2 separate regions of the Gossypium arboreum genome follow, and region 1 is linked to region 2. A link is a contact called in public Hi-C data. All regions are on one chromosome and are shown on one strand. Each heading gives the region's core, a stretch centred on a gene start, on an enhancer-like site or on the middle of the called end of the contact. The rest is flanking DNA. Distances are from core to core; before and after follow the strand shown.

What was found. Hi-C and Micro-C count contacts between places; a contact is called where the count stands out from the background.
Region 1: a Hi-C map of leaf shows a contact between it and region 2, with 4 times the contacts expected there. The contact joins the promoter of LOC108461240 here to the enhancer-like site in region 2. A contact is called at or near these places in 3 of 5 Hi-C or Micro-C datasets (all in leaf).

What each region holds. Positions count from the first base shown.
Region 1 is chr8:132,498,716-132,505,747 of ASM2569848v2, reverse strand. LOC108461240 (ras-related protein RABD2a-like) reads right to left here and starts at 4,756. Exons shown (of 8, transcript XM_017761010.2): 1 at 4,509-4,756; 2 at 3,623-3,695; 3 at 3,246-3,293; 4 at 3,101-3,148; 5 at 2,763-2,834; 6 at 2,472-2,627; 7 at 2,255-2,358; 8 at 1,218-1,632. The coding sequence starts at 4,522. The coding sequence ends at 1,536. LOC108461988 reads left to right here and starts at 5,751. Exons shown (of 5, transcript XM_017761998.2): 1 at 5,751-6,230; 2 at 6,430-6,547; 3 at 6,624-6,727. The coding sequence starts at 6,460.
Region 2 is chr8:132,329,621-132,336,479 of ASM2569848v2, reverse strand. It overlaps the pseudogene LOC108462091. Among protein-coding and RNA genes, the nearest start is that of LOC128296335, 21 kb to the left of the region's middle. Within about 2 kb of position 2,134, at least 2 of the 2 cell types and tissues checked have an H3K27ac peak or open chromatin away from gene starts, as enhancers often do. A contact at or near this core is called in leaf, where this site is marked.

The DNA of each region.
Region 1 (7,032 bases), core at 3,507-6,006, 170 kb before region 2:
AGCCAGAGATTATAGAGAGTGAAGGTGGAGAGGGTATGGAGACTAGGTGCTAAAAGTAAGTTGGTAGAGTGTAAACAAGTATGCTGGGGAGTTGATACCCTTTTCATTGTCTTGAGGGATATTTATAGGCAAAGTCATGTGTAGGATGATACTAACATGTTGGATCCACAATTAGGTCATCATTGTGAGATGCGTGAGGCGAATATCTTCAATGGAATGAAGATGTTTATAATGGGACATATCTTATTATTCATTCAAATATGAGGTATGGAGCAGTTAAACTCACGTGGGGTTTGGTAACCAAAAAAATTATCTTTTTAATAGAAGGTTGAATGCCTGAAGAAATAAATGATTAGTTTTTTTAGATGGTTACGTTCCGCTTGCTAGGTGGCTAAGACAAGGAGTGAGTCTTCTAGTGACTTCTCGATCTATAGTAGGTGGAGTGTGGCCTTTCTATCAGCCATGTGTCCCTATTAATTGGTAAAGTATAACAATTATTAATAAATTAAGTGATGTTAATTCTATTAAATAATTTTAAGATAAAAACAAATTTATTATAACGAATTAAATTTTGTGATTTTACATTTAAATCTCGCATTGAACCAATTTAATGAAATTAGCATAAGATAATTTATTAATAACAAGGGCTCTATAATGGCATGGCTACACTGGCGTCAAGTCAACTTCTAGGGCTTCATATCTTTGAAGATCCATCTGTAGAAGTTCTCCAGCTACTCCATGATGATAGGCAAGACGTGGATTTGCAAAGATTTGTTTTGATGTACACTGTGTAAGCCTCTATTGCAGCAATACATATAACTTATATGATTTTTTTTTTATATAATGATTACTTCTAACTTTAACTTCTCAATCAACCTCTTAACGTTGTTGAAAGGCCACGGCTTGCTTTTCCTCACGATTGGGGTTTCCAAGCTGCCTTCTATGGAGAATTAAGCCTTTTTCTTTTTATAATGCTCTTTGCTTTTGATGGGTTCTGCTTTTCCCCTCTGTATCCCATTTCTTTGATGATAATGATGACGATTAGTTGGTTGGACATAGATGTTAAAGTGCTGCACCCTGCCTGGCTTCTAGTCTAGCCAAGGGCAAAGAATTGGTTCAACCCACATTGCCATCCATGGCCTACCTCAAAAGCAAGCAAATTATAATGCCCACAACTACCTAAGATTCCTTCCAAATTTTGTTGATCTATCAACCCATTTTCAATTACAACCTTTTGACAATATATTTATTTAATTATGTAATTTAGAAAACACAGTGACATACAGGCTTGAGAAAGAACACTAGTATTATTTAATCAACAAACAAACAATAATACATTGTACAAGCCTTCACGTTAACCAAGTGTGTAGAAATGAATTATATCCTCTACTTCTGAGGTTTTGTTCATATGAAATAAGTTTGGAACACTGATGAGGTTAAGAAAACACTTAAATCTTACACACCGTGCTGCAACTGGCAGCAGCGCACTGCAGAAGAAATAGAGAGAGCTTCCTGCTAATTCATCATTCCATTTTTTAGGAAGAGCAGCAGCCACCCTTTTGGGCAACAGGCTGTCCTCGGATTTGTACCGTTGGAGGCTTTGCATTGTTCATGGCTGGTTGGCTTGCCATTCTGCATTTAGAGACAATTTTAAAGAGCAATTAAAAAGAGCTAAAAGTAACCAACGATCAGTAGGAACCAAGACTTTGCGGTTAAATTTCAGAGAACCGAGTTCATAGATCTATACTTTCTTGTATAAGAGTGAACAATAAAACAAAACAGCCTAGAAATGCCATTCAACTGCACATGGCTCTACAGACCACAATGAATTTTTACTCTAATTGTATTATTATTCAAATAACTGATATTACTAGACTTTGAAATTGACCGAGATGGGTTAGTTTTAAGTCAACTCAACTTGGATTTTAAAATTTTCAGTATCATTTCATGTTCAGGTCAGTTTTTGAGTTCAGGTTATTTCGGTTTCAGGTCATTTTAGTTCTAAGTCATTTCGAGTTTTGCCATTCGAGTTCAAATAGTTTTGGGTTATTTATTTAGGTTATTCAAGTTTGGATCATTTTGGATTTGACTTATTTCGGGCTCAAGTTAAATGGGTTCAAGTTGTTGACTTTTTATTATCAACTTAGGTTGGATCAAGTTTAAATTTGAGTTAATTATTCCGAGTTTTCAAGTTCATTCAAAATTGACAGGTGCAGATATTACTAAAACTATTTAGGAAAAAGAATACAGCTACCTGTCCTTGATGGAAGCTGCCATGGCCATGAAAGCCTGTTCCACATTAGTTGAATCTTTTGCACTAGTTTCCATAAAAGGTATGCCAACTTCATCTGCAAGTGCCTGAAAAAAGAAAAGTAGCAATATGGAGAAAGGGATGGAGCAATGGATATGCAGTATAACACCAAAAATTACAATTTGGTAATCAGGCAGCTCTTCTTAAAAATAGCAAGTACCTTGCCTGTTTCGTATGACACAACTTTATTCGCTGTAAGATCACACTTGTTTCCAACCAGTATTTTGTTAACATTATCACTAGCATAGCGATCAATTTCACTCAGCCATTGCCTAACGTTATTGAAGCTTTCTTGGTCTGTCACATCATAAACAATCTAATACAGGAGCAAACAGCAAAAGGGAAATGAAAAGAAGGAATAAGAAAAAGTTTAAGAGAAGCATACATAAGAATTGGAAAAACCAAAAAAGGAACCGCAATGAGAAAAGCTAGAAAGGAAAAGAACACTCACTATTATGCCATGGGCCCCACGATAGTAGCTGCTAGTGATTGTCCTAAATCTTTCTTGTCCAGCAGTGTCCCACTGTACATTGAATCAAAAGCAAATTAACTAGTTAATCATCAAGAAGCTTTAATGCCAAGTATGCCAAGTGTCAAAGGATTATGAGCAATTTTCTGGGACTAAATTAATAAAATGGGAATATACAAATGGAAAAAAAAAAAAAAAAACAGCCAATGAAGAGGAGCAGATGAGGAGACAACTCATTCTACAAGGAATATTACCTTGATGACCTAGGATAGAAAATATTCAAAGAAATGAAATTAAATAAAAAACATGAAAAAACATACAATTTGAAGTTTAATGGTCTTCCCATCCTGCTCCACAGTGCGTATTTTCTACCAAAAAAAGAAAGCAAGAAGACAAGAAATTAGAATAATTGCCATAAATTTTGGCACTTAAAAGTCAAACTAACACTAAGGACTGTGTACTCACAAAATCAACCCCAATGGTGCTTATGTAACTTTCTACATATGAATCATCCTGCATTAAATAAATTACATAATGATCAGTTTCAAGATTTAGTCCCGCATAACCATCTGAAAATATCTGGAGACTTGATATTTCCAATATAAAAAATATATATAATTCAGCTACCAAAATTGTCCTCCATCGAAGTACAAATTTTATTCTCACTATGCATTATATAAGCAATGGAACATTTAAATCAATTATTACTCATTAGTACAATCCATAACATCAAAAGCGAATATAAATATAAAGGTGCTCATACAAATATCTTGAATGTGCAACAGAACTCTAAAAAGTAAAGAGATTTAATCTCAAATGCCAATTTAAGTCAAGAAACTTACAGCAAATCTCAAAAGAAGGCAAGATTTTCCAACACCTGAATCTCCAATAAGAAGTAGCTTGAAAAGATAGTCACTGCAAAAGTGTGCAACCACAGATAATATTAACATACTTCTCAATGATGTAAGAACATGATATCTCTAATTATACCACGCACAACAAAAAGTTGATTTCCATAAACGATGCAAAACAGACAACACAAAGAGACTATTTCAGAAACCAAAACTAAAGTTGATATTGTCAGCAATAAAAACTCAGAACACCAAATTATTTACCAAAGGTCAACCCTAACAATTCCGCGTCATTGACAGTTGAATTCTTAATTTTGTTGGTGCCTCAATATAAAATTCATTTCAATTCCATTCAAGTTAGAGCAGGTGAGCATATGTTTGCTACATCACCCTTGAAAAGTTCAATCAATGGACGCTTTTTCGAGTTAGATTTGCTTCTTCATCACAAATAATCGATTTGGCAAAGACATCGGAACTTACAGTATATCTTAATACTATTTAGAATCCAGTTCAAACCAAAATCCATTTAATTTTTTCTTATACCATATAGATACTACAAAGGAAGGGCGTGAATAATTGAAGAACGCATCAAAGCTCGCATCTTTTCCTCTTTTTTTTCACTAAATCCCAGAGAGAAACCCCAGTTGGAAATAAGACAACTTTAGAAACAAATACAGACGAGAAAAGAAAATCCCAATTCCATCAACAGATCTAAGAGCAAAACCTAGCGACTTTCAACACCGAGAATTATAGTTTCTTACAAAAATTTCGAGCGTCATCGCACCACCAAGAAGAAAAATAACGTCACGAAATAATAAAACAGCGCAAAAAAAAAAGTTAAAAATACTACTAAAATAAAAATAAAGAGAGAACTTACTATTCGGGATTCATGGTAGGCTGAAGAAAATAGAAAGATCGAAGGGTGAGATCGTCGAACTCGAAATGAAATTTCCGGCTATAGATCACAAAGATCTGACGCCGTTTCGCCGGAAAAATTCGGCTGAAGTAAGGACAAGAAGAAGAAGAAAGATAAAAGGGGGCAAAAGCAGAGATGAGAAGACACGCAAACGCAAGCGGGTGGAAGCCTGAAGCCTGAAGCCTGAAGCAGGGAGAGTATATTTAAAATTGAAGTAAACGGCAATTCTTCGTTTGGTTCTAAGGAACTCTTTGGATCTGGGTCTGGAGTCGATTGAACTGGGCCATTGACGTTTACTCAAGAAACAAACAATAATGGATCTGATCAAGTTCCAGTGTTTGTTTTTGGGGCTGGGCTTTGTGGCTCACTTCATTACTGTTTAAGAAAAATGCAACGGTGGATTTGAATTTCTTTTTCGTTTTTAAAGGTCAAAAATTATAAATAAATAAATTTCCTTTGCAATTTATTTCTCCAAACAAAAAATCATCAAGGACTAGTTTTTTATTTTCTTTTTTCTTTAATTTTTTCTAAAATATTATTTTATTATTTTATTTTATTTATTGTCACATAACACACAAAATTAAAGAATCTAAGGAGTGATTTCACTCAGTACTCTCATAACCCAAACTTCCCAATTGCACAAAATTATTCTTTGAAAAGTCCTTGCAATTGATTGAAAACCCCAAGAATAATTCTCAGTAAAAAAAATAATTTACTGAAAATTCAATGATTTTGAGAAACATAGGTTCAGATTATGGAGTAAACTTATCGATTTAGGATTTAGTAATCTCTTGATTGTAGGCTCACTTTTATACTCTTTTTCCATTTTTAGTCTTTAAAAAATTGATTGAAAACTCAATTTAATGTCATTTTTCATCAATTTACAATGTTTAGGGTGGGTTTGGATGGGCGGTGCATTTAACTACGGTTAGTGTAAAAACATTGGTGGTGGTGATATTAGATACTATAACGATACTGTAACGTGTGACAAAAAATAAGTTAAATGCACTGCACCATACCCTACCGCCTATGTAAACCCACCCATAATTGGCACAAAATTCTTACCTTCCATTATGATGATATATGCCACCAAAAATACTAACGCATTATCAATTTCCTTATTGTTATTCTCAATTAATTGTTATTATTAATTATTTATTATAAAAACTCAATTGTAATGGTCACTGATATTGAGGGTACAAATTTGGCAAAGATTGAATCATGTTGGCCATTGGCATATGCCTCTTTAAGTGTCAATACAAGGATAATGCTAACGCTTCGTTTGGTTCAATGTAATGGCAAAACTATTACAAGATGGTTCCAATTTCTATAGTAAAACAGAGGTTTGGTTCATTGGAATGCTTAGAACACCGAATGGCGATTACAACTTCATTCCGAAAATTATTGAATAGCCATTCAGAGGAGGAGGTGCCGAATTGGCTATTCTAGCCTCTCCACCAAATGACCTTATTTTCCCTTTCGAAAACACCCTCAGATTGAAATTTCTCAATGATTTCACCTTTTTTTTTTCTTTAGCCATCAACAATCTCACGCTCAAATCAACCTGAAAGGAAGCAAATCAACCTGAAGGCCAAAGACCCACACTTCGTTTACCGCTCCTGAGCGGTTCCAACCTATCACTGGAATTGCCTGGTGCTCAGTAAGGCTCTGCTTGTTTTTATGGTAATTTTTTTTTCTTTCTATTGAATAGAGAAGTAAATCAATGGCTTATAGTCATATTCATTCAAGAAGTTATCCATTATCTACATGGTCCAAAAACAAGGTTGATAAATTGAAACTTTCAGGTCTCATTTTCCTTTTCCAGGTTGCCATATTATTTTACTGAACATTTGTAATTGAAAAAGGTTGAACTTTTTTCTAGGTTTAAACGAAGTAGCATTTTCATTAGGTCATGGGCTTTCAATTTGCAGAACTCCCTATGTTAAATGTTCACAAAAGCTGGGTGAACAATCACTGGGCATTTCCAGAGTTGTTGATAAGTGGGTGTCTTTTAAAAGATTGAATTCAATTTATCAAAATCTTGAATTAGAAGCCCAAAGTTACTAAATTTTTTAGGGTGCAGGAAACCAGTGAAAAAGGTTGGAAAGAACGAGCATCACTTGTGGAAGGAAAGAGATTCAACTGGCTCTGGACAAAAGGCACTCAATCTTGATAGAATTGTAAGTTTAATTTGCTTATTTGTTCTACATTGGGTATAGTTTTTAGTTGTAGTATGGATTTGGTATTTGAAGTTTAATTCCAATTTTTAATGATGTTTGTGTTGCATTTGTTTTGTGATTTCACTGTTACTGTATAGCCATTGATTGAAATATGTTTTGTACTAATGTTGTTGGAGTTATTCTATTATTTACTAAGAACCCATTTTACTGAAATTTTAGGAGCCATTTTATTTTTTCCTATATAAATTAGGGCTATTGTTCCTTTTGCAACCATGGAAGGCTTTTGCTACTCATCAATAACACCA
Region 2 (6,859 bases), core at 885-3,384:
TGCATTAGGAAAGATTCCAACAGTCTTTGCTCTTTTGACGCTAGTAATTCATTGGAGGCGATTATTCTCTACAGAAGAAACCCATAAAATATTTGAAGATCATATCATTATTAGAAGAAATGTCAAATAGCTTCCAAGAAAATAGGATACAGAAAAACAAACTAAGAATGAACTGATGTTGAGGAATGCCTTTGTTTCAAATGCAAATATATTGGAATAAAAGCATAAATAACGAACAAAGAGGTACATGTGACCCTGCAAAGAATCATATAATTGCATAATTAGAGATAGGAATATAATTCGACCTAAAACCACCAAATATTCAAAGTAAATAAAATATAACCCCACCCCTTTCTCGTGAAAAAAGAAACTCACAGAAAGACAAAAGGAAGGTAAGGTAGACTGGCAAAAAAAATTGCTATCAACATGGTAAATAAGTCATCTAAGTTGGATTACCTGAAGAAGAATACTCTCCTGGAATGCACAGTTGAAATCTTGAACAAGGAACTGCAGCACATGGCAAAACTAAATGTTTAAAATACAAGGCCATTAGAACTTGGAAGTCTAAAATGTAAGATGGTGAGAAAATTTTCAAATATGCTTTTTGCAGTCTGTGGCCCAAATGTAAAATAAAAGATTAGATACTGCAATGATGCTACATAAATGTTTAGATGTCTGGCATTGCTTAAATGCAATCTGCCATTATCTCTTTCACATCAATAAAGAAATTCATGTACAGGACAAAGAATGTCAAACAAAAAGGAGACAATCTGAGTAGACGCCCTGTTGATAAATAATAATGAATAGACTAAAGATGAAAAACACTCCTTTTAAACTTCAAAGGGAAAGTGTTTTAAAAGTTCAAAGATGAGATATTATTTAGAATAAAAATAGAAGAAAAAGCACAAACAAGCCTTTTCAAATCTCTCACCAAAAACAAACAAATGTTTGCTGTGTGTTCCACATGAATGTTTAAGACCCCAAAACTTCTTAAATACAAACTGGCTGTATCTCTCGCGCATCAATCATGAGAAACAATTCTTGCATATACAAGCCAAAGAATGTCAAAAGGAATACAAAGGAACAAGTAGAGAGTTGCTAACAGCTAGTGATTACAACACAGCAAAGGCACTCACCTCCTCAGGAGGAAGCCTAAACAGTTGGCGATATTCTTCACTCCTCAATGCTGCTGGAGACTGAAATTTAAAAGCATCACAGTTAGTCATAAATGCTAGAAGTTTTAAATTCAACAAAAGCAAAATACACATATAACCTTTTCTTCAATGCATTTTTGGTTTGCTCATTTTTGAAACGGAACAGAATATTAAGTCGTCATACCTACTTATTATAATCAGTCCATGTTTTATTCCCTATGCATTAACTAGAACTTCTTATAGACCATCCTCTTTTCAATCTCTTGTTAGATCAAAATATTTATAAATAATATTTCTCATTTCTAGAACACCAATCAAACAAAATTCCACGTTTATTTTGAATTGTGCTTGTTACAAAAGCGGCTTTCTTATTTTGTTACCATCCAGATGATCTCTCCCTTATTCGTCCCTTGCTTGCATTATATATACATGAATTCGGCAACAATTTCTGGCTTTCATATAATTCCCACGGCACTAAACTTACTGCTGGTTTACAGGGTGCTATACCATGCGACAAGATTGATGGAACTTAAAATGCCGATAGCTTACAACTTTGTAGTACTAATCGAGATGGTCCTTAGCTACATAAATACCAAGTCCTTGCAAAACTTTCAGGAACTAATTTACGAACTTAACCATGAAAACAGAATAGCTTCAACCTATTCCTAATAATAGAAAGTTGAAAGTAATTATACCAATATAAGGGTAATTTGTTTCAACCATACGCATAGCAAACTTAAAATCAAAACAGAAGCCAAACCTATATTCTCGCCTTTTCCCTAGCTGTTGTAAAAGGAGCAGAGAAACGAATTAAGTTACTAGAGTGTGATAGGAAAAGGAACCTGAATGTCAACTTCTCTGTAACTAGGATTAGGCGAAGAATTGGAAGGATCATAACGATCGGGAGTGCTGGTGGTAGACGAACCATTCGGCGAAGTTGAAGAATCGGAAACGACATTGGAAGCTCGTTGAGAAAGAGAAGGATCCAAGGGCGGCCTCGGCAGGTCTATCCTCTCTGCGGCGGCGGACGCCACTTCCATATCAAACGGAAAGAACCAAAGAGTAACGGCGGAGATCTAAGTTTTCGTGCTTTTTTTTTTTTGGGGGGTGGAAGCGTAGTTGGTGGAAAGTAGAAGCAAACAACAGCGCAGTTTTGCAGTCAATTTCAGTGCGGCGCCAAGCCTTCAAGGAGAGACGTTGACAATATTTACGCGCGAGCCGTCGATTCCCTGGGTGGTCCCTTTCCACGTGCAGAAGTCAAAACAGTCCGTCGAGCTTTTTCTTTTATCATTTTTCTCCCTCTATTCAGGGCGGAGCTAACAGAATTCCACTTGTTGCGATTTCAGTTGGTGCTTTGTAACCAATTCTCTTAATTTAAAATTTCCTTTTTAAGAAGTTTTTATGATTATATAATTAACCGAAAAATCAGTAAACTTTAATTTAATATATAATTTAAGCATTTTGATTTCTTGTACTCTTAAAATTTTAATTATATTCAAATATATACATAAAATTTTATTTTAATTTAATTATACATATTTAAATAAATAAATAAATACATTAAAATATTATTATATTAAATAAATATAATTATTTGTATATGCAATATATAAACATGAAATGATAATATATTAATAGTTGTATTAATAATACGTAAAAATTAGATCAATTAAAATTATATATATAAAATTACATAAAATTAAAATTTATTATATAAAATTATACATTAAATGAAAATTCATTCATATATAATTTGAAGATTTATAATTATAATAACAAATAAAAACATGTTAGGATGGATTGAAAATTAAATTTAGAGTTTATTGAATAGAAAAATATTAAAATTTAAACACATAATAATTTAAGTTTAACTCGCACGTTAAAATCTCAAACACAACAAAAGTCTCACTGGGATTTAAAATTTCATATTAATATATGATTTATTTTAAAAATTACTTCACTCTAAATTGTGAGACATTAATTATATATATACAAGTACTAAAATTTGTTACATCTAAAAACAATAAAGGGTAAATTATACTCAAAGTCACTAAATTATTAATAAGTTTACGTTTTCATAATTTAACTTCAAAAAGTTACAAAATAGTTACTGAACTATTCAAAAGTTTTCATTTGAGTCACAAGATTGTTAAAATCTCTATTGTATGGTCTTCTCAATTTGCATCATTTTCACCAATCGAAAGTTCTTATTTCCCTTCTCTTCTATGGTCATTTTTTTCATGAAACAACTTTAAATGTTATGAATTTTGCAAACCGAAAGCCAAACAACTTTCTTCTCCGATCTCTAACACTGGCCATTAGATTGACTTGGATCTAAAGTATGTTTTTCTATTCATAGATGAGTATCAATACATTCTACCGATCATCGAATTGTCACTTAGAGCTCACTAACTGAACTTAATACTTAATAGTTCAGTGACTTAAATGAAAACTTTCAAATAGTTCAGTGACTTAAATGAAAACTTTTGAATAGTTTAGTGATCATTTTGTAATATTTTGAAGTTAAGTGACCAAAACATAAACTTGCTAATAGCTTAGTACTTGGGGTGTAGTTTACCCTATAATAAATAACTAAATTAAATTTGTGAATCAATTGAATAATTAAATTAAGGCTCCGTTTGTTTCACTAAAAATGATTTCTGGAAAATGATTTCTGGAAAATGATTTATTTTTCTAGAAAAGCTAATATTTTTGGTGTTTGGATGAATTTGTGTAGAATATTTTTTTATCATTTGACAAATTTCCTGAAAATATTTCATAAAAGTTATTTTCAATGAAACAAACATACATTTGAGATTATGATAAGTAGTGAATTGATTAAAAATGATGTTAAGGTGAAATTATAATAAATAATGAATCTTCATGGTGTTAAGAATTAAATTGTAAACTTTGTGAAATTTATAATTGAAACAAAAGAAATGATATCCATGAAAATTTGTCATGTGAAATAAGATATTATAATGAATTATTTGATTAAAGTGCTTATATGGTGAAAAATAAATTACATGTCAATAGGGACTAAATTGAAAATTGTACAAAGTTTAATTGTGAAACAATTAATTATGTGAATAAGAAAATTACGGTGAAGTTTAATGAATGTATTATGTGATGATGAAATATGCATAAAGAATTGTAAAAGTAAAATTATGAAAAATATGGAACTTTTATGGTAACAAAAACTAAACTGTTAAACCCGAGAAAATATGTTGATGAAATAATAGAAGTGAAATACATAGAAATTCTATATGTGAAACAAGATATTAAGATAAATCATGTGATTAAAATGTAACAAGAAATAAAATTGATTTGGTATGATTAATTAGTGAATATTGAACTTTTATGACAAAAATGGACTAAAATGAAAACTTATGAAAGTTTATAAGAAAATATTTGATAAGTGAATAATGTGGTAGAGAACGTAACATCCCAGTGCTTTGACCCGATGTTTGGGTCGGGTATGACATGTTACAGTGAATAGGGCCTTATCAATTTGAAAAATGTCTTAGGGGAAAATTTTAGTAAAACATTTTACGGGGATAATGGAATAATTTTACGTTGGTTGGAAAACCTTTTACGTTGCCTATCCTATTTTGCTTGAAACAAATATCGGAAAAAGCTGAAAATATTTTTTATAAAACTTTTACGTTGAAATAAATGAAGTCTGAAATTTTTAATTTTTTTTGTGATTGGTATTAGACCAAACCAAACTTGAAAGGAGAAAAAGAATCATGAAAGAATCCACTTTTAAAAGCCTTTCACTTTCCCTTAAGTACAATACACAAATTCACAAAATCCCACACTTCCATTATCCTTTTAAAAAGCAAGGTCCAAAACAAAAGATTAATTTAGATATTATTTCTTTTATTTTAATGGGATATAATTTGATATTTTGTTTTTATATTAATTGAGCGAGTTTAAATTAATGATATTTATTATAATAATTAAGTTATACATGAGGTAAGGTTGGTAATGATAATGATTCACATCATAGATGTTATGAAGAGCTGCTAAGGATGTCAATTTATCTATGTTGAAAAGGTGTTTGAACAGAGTATTGGACAATGTCCTACCTTGAGGCCCAAAAGGGATGCCAATCTAAGATCCAAATAAGCCTTTGACTTATCTCACTTGCGTAATGAGCTACAGTCCTCTCTTTACCATTAACAGTATAATCATATTCTATAATTTACCTTTAAAGTGTCATATTTCACTTGTTTGGGTCAACCATACCAAATTGACCTTCAAAGCATTTTATTTTACCAAATCATTTGTCATATAGAGATTGCTAAGCCTATACAAGCTTAAATCTTTTTAAAGAGTTGCCTCATTAAGCTCGATGCTTTAATTTATCTTCTCAATCCAATTATTAAAGTTTGTCTCTCTAACTTACCTTCTCAAGTTTGATCATCAAAATTAAATGCGTTACCCGCTCACCATACTAAAAGAACATAAACTTATTTATTTGGAAGAGGATCACTTTATAATTTTTCATCAATTAGGGAAAAATTATTATACCTCTATAACTATATTTTAAAGTAAGGCAATATTTCAAAATACCACCTATCACATTCCAATAAAACTCCCTATATTTCTACCACCATCATAAGTAACAGGGCATCATTATATATGGACACACATCAAGCTCATTTCCTTTTATGTAAAGTCCTCTCCATCACTTAAAAGGGAGGGGAAAACATAGAGCAAAACTTTATATATCTATTCTCTCCTAAAACTTTTAACGAATTTTAACAATACTACCATGTGAACCATCTTTAACTATCAGCCTTTTAAAAATAACTACTCTATTAATGCTATGTAGCTATTTTGATTAATTATTTCATTTAATTTGTTTTTCTCTTGACTTGGAAATGTGACTTGACAACAAAATAAAATTTGAGCATGAAACTTTAATTTTGTGGTTGGTTTGATGAATATTGAAGGTTGGTCATCTTGAAACATATATAAAGGAAATGTGAACTTGACAACAAAATGAAATTTTAGCATGAAACCTTAATTTTGTAGTTGATTTGATGAATATTGAAGGTTGGTCATCTTGAAACATATATAAAATTAAATGATTGAATTATTAAAATCATGAAATAAAATAATTACGGAAGTAGAATTTAAGGTTAGAGTTTTTTTTAAATTTAATTTTTAATTAATTAATTTAGCACAAATTTTATACAAGTCATGAACTTAATTTCATCAAATTATATTATCCAACTTTTATTTTTAATAAATTAAGTAATTTTCGTTAAAAATTAGCTCAATATAAATATCTCGATAAAAAAGTTAGTTCAAAATGTATACATGTCTTGATATAAAATATCAAAATTGATTATATTTAAGGTGCTACAAATAATTGCAAGAAATTGTAATTATTAGGTAGTGATTATAACCTCCATAATAAATTTTGAAAATAATTAATGTTAATTATTCACGTAATTCTTCTAATTTTCAATTATTTTCTTAAAAATTAAAGAGTGTAAACTCTTAATTAAGAAGAATATATAAATTACAATGGTTATACAAATATGTCATAAATATGTAATTATAAGTAATTATATCAAAATTTAATTATTATTGCTTTCTAAACACCCCTAAAAATAAGTTATGCTTGTGTTTTAAATATAATCATTTCTTTATTTAAATATGCTAAAGGTTTCGATACTCTTTTAAAATTT